2 separate regions of the Macaca mulatta genome follow, and region 1 is linked to region 2. The links are chromatin contacts, called in public Hi-C maps. All regions are on one chromosome and are shown on one strand. The core of a region is the stretch at or near the end of the contact, and the rest is flanking DNA. Distances in the headings are between cores, read along the strand shown.

Region 1 (5,769 bases), core at 966-3,465, 130 kb after region 2:
TTTTTTTTTGAGACGGAGTTTTGCTCTTGTCGCCCAGGCTGGAGTGCAATGCCGCCATCTTGGATCACCAGAACTTCCGCCTCCCGGGTTCAAGAGATTCTACTACTGCCTCAGCCTCCAGAGTAGCTAGAACTAGAGTAGCTGGGATTACAGGCGTGCGCCACCACGCCCGGCTAATTTTGTATTTTTAGTAGAGACGGGGTTTCTCCACGTCGGTCAGGCTGGTCTCAAACTCCCGGCCTCCCAAAGTGCTGGGATTACAGGCGTGAGCCACCGCTCCCGGCTCTCATGGGTGTTTTTTAAATTTTATGTTTAATGTCGTTCTGAGTAAAGGAAAATTAAAAATTTAAATTAGCATGACTTTTACCATTCACCCTTATACTGTACAATCCCAGTTTTACATGCAGATTATTAAACCAAGCGTGGGGCCCTTCTGAACATCCATGAAGGCAAGCCTGCCCTGGTCAAGGTTAGGTTTCTGAGATAACCCGACTCGAGGTAGAGAGAAGGTCAAACCTTCAAATTCCCAATAAAGCAATGATTTGTCAAAATTTTATCTTCAAGTTAAGTGATAAATCCAATCTATAAAACCAACCACTTTGAAGTAGGCTTTTCCTTTTACTATGTTAATCCTGTCCAACTTCTATTATTCTGCCTTTTTACAAAACACAAAAGCATACTCTGAAAAGACAACCGATATTGGACTAGACAATCATAAATTTAATAAAACCTAACTACTCAAAACCATTTGTTAGCTAAAAATAACAATGTACCCAAAAATGCTTCTTTTTCACTTTTTGTGGACCATTTAAGCCAAACCATACTATATTTTTGATGTGCCAAGTAAAAATGATCCATACTGATCTGTTACACATATAAATTCTGGCAAAATAAATTCAATTTTCAAACCACAAATATTTACTATCCTATTCTTTCCCCAAATTAATCAGCAATGAAGAGTGCAAGTTAACATCCTCTACCACTGATAAACTGTGACTCTAAGCACCTACTACATGTGATGATTAAAAATGAGAATCAAATTATATAATTACATTAAGTGCTAAAAAGTTGAAATGTTCTATACATTTCTAGATCTATTAAGGATTACTGAAACATGAATGCATTGATAAGCTCTTAACCAATTTTCAAATTAGTAGAAGTATTAGAGCATCCTGCTCCCTAGATATGAAAAACAGGCATTAAAATTAGGGTATGTATGTCTGCAAGGCATTTTCTAAATTACCACTTAATCAGATCAACAAAGGCAAACAAATTCGGAAAACAGAAAAGACTAAACAAATGTAAGGTGTTAACTAAATATTCAGAGTAAGAAAAGGGGCCTAAAGCGGCCTAGAACGAGGAAAAGCAAAGCGCCTACAGTAACGTTACATTTGAATTAAAGAATACCGTTATTTAAATAAGCAGTTAGCACTTCGTAGGAGGAAGGCCAAGCAACGTGACTATTATAGATCTATGGATTCACAGCACTGCTTTACTATTATTCCGTACTTATTTGCTTTTATTTGTAATATAGAAATAAAGAGGCAGCAACAGTTAGCCACTACATTAACCACTCTAGCAAAGGTTACTTTAAAAAACGGCCTTGAATTCTTACAACACTCTACAGTTAAGGATTATTTTCACATATATGACCTCATATAGTCCTCTCAACCCTGCGATGTTGGTACTACCGACTATATTTCATAGATAAGAAACCGAGGCTCGGTACGCGATTTTTTCTCAGAGTCACCCAAGTCGAACCCAGACCTTCCGATTCCTAGTTTTATGCCTCGCATTTCGCATAGTTCTATTTCAGGCATAAATTGAATTGTTAAAGGGAAGGAACGGGTTAGGGAAAAAATAATCATGGTACCTGCAGCTGTGTGCTGCAAAAAATGGCTGAATTATGCTTCTTCCTTTTTCTTTCTCGCTCTCTCTGGGGAAAAAAAAAAAATTACATTTCAAACAATTTAAGTAAACTCAAAGACAAATGAGGTCCCGGCGTCTACCCAATGTTTGACTCGGGTCCGTGTAGAGAGGGCCGGCGAATTCGTGCCTAGCTCGGGGTCGCGGGCGAAGCCCGGGCTCCGCAGGCCGGCGGCCAGGGGCGGCTACGTACCTCGGGGGGTCCTGTCCAGCCTCTAGTGGACGGCAGTCTGCATCAGGAAGAACCGGGCCGGCGGGCCAATGGGTGGGCGGTCGGGCGCCGGGACGGCACTCGGCAGGCTTCTCGGACGTCTACGAGCGGCCGCTGCCGGCACGAGCCGGGTCGCTCCGGCGGGGCACGAGCGTGCTCGCCTGCAGCACCCTCTGGATAAGTCCTGGGAAAGAAGACAGCGCTGAGTCGCGAAACCAGACAGTCGGGCTCCGCACGAGGCGGCGCGGCGTCGGGGCCCGGACCGACCTTGCCAACGCCGGGGGCCTCGCAGCACCCGGCGGGGCTCGGCGGGAGGGCCGACTGGGGCCGCGGGCGGGGGAAAGGGCTGGGGGGCAGCAGGCAGAGACAGAAGCACCAGAGAAGGTAGCGTCGAGGACGGCGTCTCCGAGCTTCTGCCCCGAAGCGCGCCGAGCCTCGGGATCACCCACGCCGGGGGTGGAGGAAGGCGGGAAAGGGGCGGGGAAGGGGCGGGGCGTGCGGGGCCACGAGCCGGGGGCCGCTCCGGGCCGCGCGCCCCCTGCGGGCCGCGGGAGCCGCCCGGGGCCCGCCCAGGGAGGCGGGGCTGGCCGGCACGGGGCCCCGTGCGCCGTCGTCTTGACGCGGAAGCCCGCCACGCTGGGAGAGAGGGCGGAGGGTGGGAAGCCGTTGGGGGCGGGGAGCTGGCCCGGGAGGCCCCCCCTCGGCCCCTGCTGGCGCCCCGAGGGGGCCAGCCTGTGGCCTGGCGGGTGTTTACCTTCCCCCTGGTCGAGCGCCAATGCCGCCATCTTTCAGCCTAAAGCGCGTCACTTCCGGCGCCACGGGAGCGGGAGCCGGTGTGGGAACGGGGGTGGGGGGCTGGCGGGGAAGGCTGTCCCGCGCCCGCGGCGCCCCGCGTCCCGGCTGCCGGCCCGCCACGCCAGCGGTTTCCCACCGAGGAAAACAGGCGACCGGGCGTCGCGGCCCCAGACTGGGCCCGACGCAGCTTCCCCCGCGGCGCCGCCGTCGGGGCTGAGGACACTCAGCTGTCCTCGTCCCCTTGGTCCCTCTCCGCCTGCACGAGCGATGGGCCCCGAGCCACTGAGGTGCGCCCACCCTCGACAAGTTGAGGGCTAGGAAGCCAGGAAAGTGTCTTTTTGCATCTTGGCCACGGTGGGGGTGGGGGAATCGGGGACAACGTGGAGGGAGCTTTTCCATAGCTACCTGTTATAAAAGTGACTAGATCTGCGCCAAATGACATCATTTTTGTAAGGCAACTTGCAGTGGATTATTGCGTCACTGTCCACTTGGCTTGCTGCACAACAATTACACGTTTCAGAAATCGATTTCCCAGGGGTGGGAAAATTCATAAAAAATTGCATGTCTGCACCACCCGGAGATAATGCCGGATTTAAAAAAGCTGTTCTGTTTCCACTTGCGTCAAAATAAGAACGTTCAGAGGGCAGTGATTTTTGTTGTTCATTTTTAACACATCAGCTGTAGAATTCTAGCTAGTACTTTTTAAATATTACCTTTTCTTGACTTAAGAATATAAAACTAGACTATAGGACTGGTTTGTAAATTTATTATGGCATCTCTTTGTGGGAAAAGTGTAGATGACGGAAATACACAGTTGGAAGCCCGTGATTCTACAATTAACCTTAAATTAGGGCATCCATTGCCCATAGCAGATCCTAAAGTGAGGTATTTCGGCTTCCCCCACCCCCACCCCCCGCCGCCATTTTCTCTCTAGACCAATATCCCGATGAACTTTCCGTGAGAGGTGTCGCTAAAAGCGATCATTATCTCTTTCTAGCAAACTCGAACATTCTATCTTTCCCGAGGCCAAAATAGCACACGGTGTACTGTTTTGCTGAAGTAGACTACTTCGTGGGAGAGATAACAGAATCACCTCAATCTTTTGGAAAAAAGCTTCCTTATTCCGATTTAAACTTACAAGCTTAAAAAAAACTAAGACACAGAAATTCCCAAGTTGTTCACACTTTCTTTCCATCTTTTCCAATAGCTCCTTTAAGATATTTCTGTTCATTATTTTAAAATCCCTGCTTGCTGTATTTGCATCTGTGACTATATGACAAATTACCCCAGAATTTATCACATTACAACAAAATTTTAAAAATTAAACCATAAACTTTAAAAATGCATACATTCCACTTCTGAATATTTAAATTTTCATACAGTATTCCCGAACATCTAAACGCTGAATTTGGATTTTTGTACATTAACTAACAGACATTTTAAGCTATACATTACTATCTGGCACTGACCTGTCTAAAGAGAGGCTTCTGTTCTTCATTCAAGCAAGAGCTGAAACGTTTCTGCGCTCTGTGTACCAGGTATAAATGTAGTGAGTGATGTCATAGCCATTGTGTGATCACCGTGCCCCCCACCCCTCCTTATTTTGACATTGCAAGGTCTCATATGGGGAATTTCAAATGTGCTTTTTTGGATACTTATTGTAGTTTCTAAAACTGCTGTGTCTTTCAGTCAATCTATACGTTTACTATATAACACCCCCCCAAAGTTATCTTCAACCAATGATGCCTCTTTCACTCTTATTTCTTATTTTCATGTTGTTATTATTATTTTTTGAGACGGTCTGACTCTCGGCCAGGCTGGAGGGCAGAAGCATGATCACAGCTCACTGCAGCCTTGACCTCCCGGGCCCAAGTGATCCATCCGCCTCAGCCTCCCGAATAGCTAGGACCACAGGCGCGTCCCACCATGCTCGGCTAACTTTTCTTGTTTTTTGTTTGTTTGTTTGTTTGTTTTTGTTTTTGTTTGTTTCTGAGATGGAGTCTAACTCTGTTGCCCAGGCTGGGGTGCAGTGGCATATCTCGGCTCACTGCAACCTCCACCTCCCGGGTTCAAGCAATTCTCCTGCCTCAGCCTCCCCAGTAGCTGGGATTACAGGCGTCCGCCACCACGCCCAGCTAATTTTTGTATTTTTGGTAGAGACGGGGTTTCACTGTGTTGGCCAGGCTGGTCTCAAACCCCTGACCTCACGATCCGCCCGCCTTGGCCTCCCAAAGTGCGGGGATTACAAGCGTGAGCCACTGCACTCCAGCTCGGGCAACAGAGCAAAAACTCCGTCTCAAAAAAAAAAGAAAAGAAAAGATATTTTAACTTTCCCCACCAATTTCTGGACTGTAATGGGAGTCGTTAAATACCTTGAGAGTATCCTTTCACACTGGTAGAGTCCCACTGAGGCAGATGGAAGCAGTCTTTTCTTAGCCCTGTAGCCTAAGTATTTGAGAATACACATTCCTCAGTAGCTATCTAGCAGCCAGCGAGGTCGGAAGTATGCTAGAGGCTCGGGCCTGGGAGTGCTGGTGGAGTCGGAATAAGGTTCCTCCCCAGGGGTTCTGAGGATTTAGGATACTGCATACCCTCCTCCTCCCTCCTGTTTTTGTTTTTTAAGAAATTCAGGCCGGGCGTGGTGGCTCACGCCTGTAATTCCAGCACTTTGGGAGGCCGAGGCGGGCGGGGGGTGGGGGGAGGGAGGGTGCAGCAGGGGGTCATTAGAGGTCAGGAATTGGAGACCAGCCTGACGAACATAGTGAAACCCCATCTGTATTAAAAATACAAAAATTAGCTGGCGTGGTGGCGCGGACCTGCGGTCCCAGCTACTCAGG
Region 2 (5,495 bases), core at 2,843-5,342:
AACACAACTAAAGACATAAAGAACAACCCCATTTTCAGCTATAATTTTTGTAACGTTTAAAAAAAAAAAAAAGAGGGCTGGGCACAGTGGCTCACGCCTGTAATCCCAGCACTTTGGGAGGCTGAGGCGGGCGGATCATGAGGTCAGGAGATCGAGACTATCCTGGCTAACACAGTGAAACCCCATCTCTACTAAAAATACAAAAAATTAGCCGGGCGTGGTGGCGGACGCCTATAGTCCCAGCTACTCGGGAAGCTGAGGCAGGAGAATGGCGTGAACCCGGGATGTGGAGGTTGCAGTGAGCCAAGATCGCACCACTGCACTCCAGCCTAGGCAACAGAGTGAGACTCCGTCTCAAAAAGAAAAAAAAAGAACAATCCCACAAGTTTCCAAAATGTACCATTCTGTATAGTCGTACCATTCTATAGAGAACCACTGGTCTACAATCCCTCGCACCTTTCTTTTCCTTCCATCTGTCGGGTGGGAATCTCTCTTCCTTGCAAAGCTGAGGTATTCTCTCTAGAATCTTGACTGAACATATCCTTCTAGTTACCAAATTCTCTCTCCTTTCCTTGACAGTCAAGCTTATCAACCACCATAGTGTCCATTTACTCAGCCCTCAGTCACCAACCCAGGTTAATCTACCCTTCACTTCAATCAATAAACCTAAAGTTTAAGGATCATGAAAGCTTTCCAAAGTGCCCAAACGAACACACCTCATGATATCTAACTAACTCATATCTCATCTAGCTTATATCTCCGTCATGGACATTGTTGGTTGCATATCCAATCTCTATTCTCCCTCTTCCTTCCTAAAAGAACTCCATTGTGTTCATGAATGCATTCCTCTCCCCTGTGATTAAGTGATACCACCCTGGGTTGATCCTGTTTAGTCTAAGCCAATAAGATCATGTCATTCCTCTGACAACTGTTATAGGGTCAGACAACTGACCTAAGTTGGTCCAATCAGACTGAAGGACCAATTGTGGGAGTTTTTTCTCTCTCCTCCTCTTGCTCTAGAGAATGAGAAAGTGTGTATGCTACTGATAGTCATTTTGCAACCCTAAAGGAAACCAACCTGACTGTGGAAAGCCAAGAAGAGATGGGTCCTTGATGACACTGTTGACCAACCGAATCAGAACCTGGAATCCATTCTTCCTCTGGACTTTGTGAGAGAATTTTCCTTACTATTTAAGCAATTGGGTTTTCCCAGCTGAAAGTATCCTAATATAGCCATTTTTCCTTGAAACTTTTCTCTCTCGATTTTCTAAACATCACTCTTTTCTGCTCCTACTGCTACTTCTCAAGTCTGGCCTCCCCCTTTCCTCTGCCTACTCCTTATATTTTGGTGTCCTCCAAGGTTTGTTGTGATCTTTCTACTTTTCTACCCAAAGTGCATGTTCACCTGAAATAATCTCAGTTCAGTCAGGCGCGGTGGGTCACACCTGTAATCCCAACACTTTGGGAGGCTGAGGCGGGCGAATCACGAGATCAGGAGTTTGGAGATCGAGACCAGCCTGGCCAACATGGTGAAACCCCATCTTTACTAAAAATGCAAAAAAATTAGCTGGGTGTGGTGGCAGGCGCCTGTAATCCTAGCTACTGGGGAGGCTGAGACAGGAGAATCACTTGAACCCGGGAGGCGGAGGTTGCAGTGAGCCGAGATCGCACCACTGCACTCCAGCCCGGGCAACAGGGCCAGACTCTGTCTGAAAAAAATAATGATAACAATAATAATCATCTCAGCTCACTGTATCTTTCCCTTGACACATCAAAACTGAGTTTCCAGCACTTCCCCCAATGGAATACCACTGATGTTCCCCCGCTCATTTACCTGAAGAACTCCTACCTGTCTCAAAACTAAATTTAAGTGTCCCGTCTGTGAAGCCTTCTCTGAAGTCCCCAGGGGTTCTTTACCTTTTGTTGTGCCATGGACCTCTTTGGCCGTCGGTGAGACCTATAGACCCCTTCTCAAAATGATGCCTCTAATTGCATACAAAAAAGTGCCAACTATATTGAAATAATCTTATTTTTTAAACACAAATATCTGATATAAACAGTATGTGCTTCTTTACTAGCCCACTAAACAAAAAGATCTAGCAGTGAGTCTTATTAACTATCATAGTTCTGAAGTAGTAATGAGCATAAATGATATTTTGAGATCTGCAACAACTGTAATGTGATATGAAAATGTCTGTGACTTGTGCTGATACTGTGACTTCCACTGGTAACAGGTACTGCTAATACTACTGTGGTTTGTTAAGGTAGGAGCTTGTAAAATGAATGGCCCCAGTGAAGTGCACCAACTCATGTCTATGACCTTGTGTAGTTCCCCACTGTATCAACTCTGGACTTGGCTGCGTGACTTGTTTTGACATCAGCAAACATGATGCTGTGTTTGTGCCTTGGGACTTGCCCTCTTGGAAGTCAGTAACCAAGTGAGGAAGTCCAAGCTAGGCACACGGAGGGGCACCAAGCCCCCAGACATGCGAGTGAGGCCAACTTTCAGTCAAGCCACCAGCAGAACTACCCAGCCAACCCATAGATTTTGAGAAACAATTCTTGTTTTAAGGCACTGGTTTGCAGTGATTTGTTACCCAACAATAGATAATTGAAACATTACCCATAACTAAAGGAAGTGCTCAATTCCAATTGGAGATTGCTAAAAATAGTTATATTTTTTCACCATCAGAGTTCAGGGACCCCCTGAAATTTATGTGCAGGTCCTTTGAGGAGCTGAGGGCCCCAGGTTAGGAACCCCTGGTTAAGCCAAGTGGATCCTGCTCTCCTTTTCACTACCTTACTACAGTGTTGGTACACATATAGTTAAACTGGCCACAGCATATCTTTCCTTGTCGTAACCCTGAAATGGAGCTGAGCTCCTAGCACATAACAGGTGTTTAATACACAAATTTATCAAATGAATGTTGATTATAGGATCTGTCTTCCTGACTAAACTGTGAGCTGCCTGAAAACAGAGTAAGAGCAAATACTAGGCCTTTTCCAAGTGCTTTACACATACCAACTTACTTACTCCTTATAACAACCCTATGAGGTAGATGTTTTTACACCAATTTCACCAAAAAAGAAGATAGGCACAGAGAAGGTAAGTGACTTGCCCAAGGTCACACAGCTAGAAAGTGGCAATGCCAGGACTAGAAGGCAGAATGCATGTTCTGATTTTACAGCCTTTATTAACGTACCCAAAGCACATTGCAGAGCTCAACAAAACTTTTAAATGAATACTACAATTCTGAGATTTCATTAGCACTATTTTATGGGTACTATGCTTCTTGAAGACTCAATTTTGTAGATTAATTTCTGGTAGCCTGTGATTTTTTATGACAAAATACATATAATTTACTTTTTAAAAAGTAGAATAATGGCTTTATACTACAGTGCAGATTTTCGAAATTAAGTCTTCATTGTAAAAGTCTATTTTTTTCCCAAAGGACACGAGTTCACAAAACGCAGGGAAGGGGGTCCACTGGTCCGTATTAAATAATGTTCCCTGGGGAGTGGAGCAAAGCTCCAGCTTTCGTCGTCACCCAGCCATCCCACCCCAGCCTCCCCCATACCCTGCACAGCTTCTCCTAAAATGACCCTCCCCCATCCACACATCAGGTTCTGAAACCTGACCCTGCCAGGCAACTAAAGCCGCGAACCCCGCAGTGCCCTGAGCTGGCCTCCCCCTACCCACGATCCCAAGAGGGCACCAGCCGAAGGGATGGGTACTTTGGGGGAAGGCACTTTACATTTTCAAAGTGTTTAATTCACGAAAGCACAACCCAAAGGGCCGCCCCCCACCCACCCGGGGGTCTCTCGCCTCCGCCCGGCAGCCGCTCATCCACAGTAGACCAGTGAATGAACCGCGGGGCCGGGACGCAGCCGGCCCAGTGGCGGGAAAAGCCTCGGGCCTGGCCTGCGGAGAGGCCCCAAGAGAGCGCGGGGAGGGCTCGGGCAGCCGGGAGGGGGCGGTGACAGCTGTGACCCGGCTCCACGCTCTCACCTTGAACATGTCGCTAGCAGCGGTGGCTCCGGCAGGGTCACCCCGGCCTCGGCCACGCCCACTACAGAGAGGTGACTACGGAGGCCCGGTAGGGCCTTGATTTCTCCAACCGCAAGCGGGCCGCGGTGCGGGTAACGGCCGTACTGCAAACTCGGTGCGGCGAAGGCTTAGTTCAATCACCCCGTTCTAGAAGCCGCGTCGCTGAGCTGCAGCGCGTCGCGCCCGGGCGGCGGATGAACGCAAACCCCGCCCTCCAAGAGGCTCCGCCCCTGCGTCGGCGGTTGCTAGGCGGCAAGAAAGCGCCGGCTCTGTGTGGGTGGTACGCGGAGGCGCGAGGAGGGAGGTGCCTGGCGTCGCGCGGCGCTGGGAAACTGTCTTTGCCGCGGCGACCGGGCGCCCAGCGGCGTGGACTGGGATTTCTGTGAGCAGAGGCTGCCGGGAGGGGGCGCTTGGAGGGTCTCGGGCGACTTCGAAAGCCTCGCAGCCGGAAGCCGCCGGTTGGCGGCCTGGATTTATCTTACGAAAGGTTTTAACCGTGGACTGGAGGTTTCTCAGGTTTTAAATTTAAACTAATATGCTGTGTCCTTTAATCGGAAAAGGCTCTGACCTTATTTTTTCCCTTTAAGAAACAAGCGGTAAGCCTCCTCTCTGGGAATCAAATGTTTGTCCCTTAATACTTGTAGAAGTAAATGATAATGGCAATAATTATCTTATTAACAAGAGTAACAAGCACTGATACAGCACTTTGATATGCGCAGTCATGATCTAAGTTCTTTATTCACATTTATCTAATCTTTCCAACGACGGAAGTAGGTGGGCATGGTTATTATTCCCAATACATACATGAAGAAACTGAGGCACATAGAAGTAATTTGTACGAGACCACACAGAAAGTGGGAAGCTAGGATCCAAACCCATTAGTCTGCCTTTGAAACCTGTGTTCTAGCCAAAACAATTGTTTCACTGTCTCATAATGAGGATGTATTTCCTATTTCATTCTGTATTTCTGCCCTAATCCTATAAAAAGTGTAAGCCCTATCCGGGCGGGCATCTGGAAAAATTTGGAATTTGTGCAGTGATGTGCCACTGCCCTCCAGCCAAAGACCACTAGGGGCACACCTGTAGTTGAAGAAAATGGGTTTCTCATTGCTCCAAGGAGAACGCACATGTAGGAACACAGTGGCATATTTCAGTAAAAGAGTTAGATTTATTATAGGATTTGGGCTTTGGTTCGGTGATTTTGGGGTACGTTCAAGGAAGCAGGAGCTTTGCTCTGGATCGGGTGTTGTTAGGAAGCAGTGGTAACACCAAGGCCCAGCTGTGACTGCCAGCCAACTCCCAGATGTTAAGGGCTGCTTTTCTCTTTCTTAAGAGGATTGTATATTCCAAGGCATCCCCAAGGAGAAATATTGAATAGACTCAGAAGGCTCTCTGCATCAGCAGTGTAACATCACACATACGTAAAAGTGTGAAACATATTGATAAA

The links. Hi-C and Micro-C count contacts between places; a contact is called where the count stands out from the background.
Region 1: a contact with region 2 is called in a Hi-C map of cortical neurons, with 6 times the contacts expected there. The contact joins the promoter of KLHL15 here to the promoter of CXHXorf58 in region 2. A contact is called at or near these places in 2 of 14 Hi-C or Micro-C datasets (cortical neurons and fetal cortex germinal zone).

The regions. Positions count from the first base shown.
Region 1 is chrX:23,827,932-23,833,700 of T2T-MMU8v2.0, forward strand. It overlaps KLHL15 (kelch like family member 15), which reads right to left and starts at 2,216. Exons shown (of 3, transcript NM_001257612.1): 1 at 2,120-2,216.
Region 2 is chrX:23,699,026-23,704,520 of T2T-MMU8v2.0, forward strand. CXHXorf58 (chromosome X CXorf58 homolog) reads left to right here and starts at 4,093. Exons shown (of 9, transcript XM_077988325.1): 1 at 4,093-4,644. APOO (apolipoprotein O) reads right to left here and starts at 4,254. Exons shown (of 9, transcript NM_001257632.1): 1 at 4,010-4,254. The coding sequence starts at 4,018.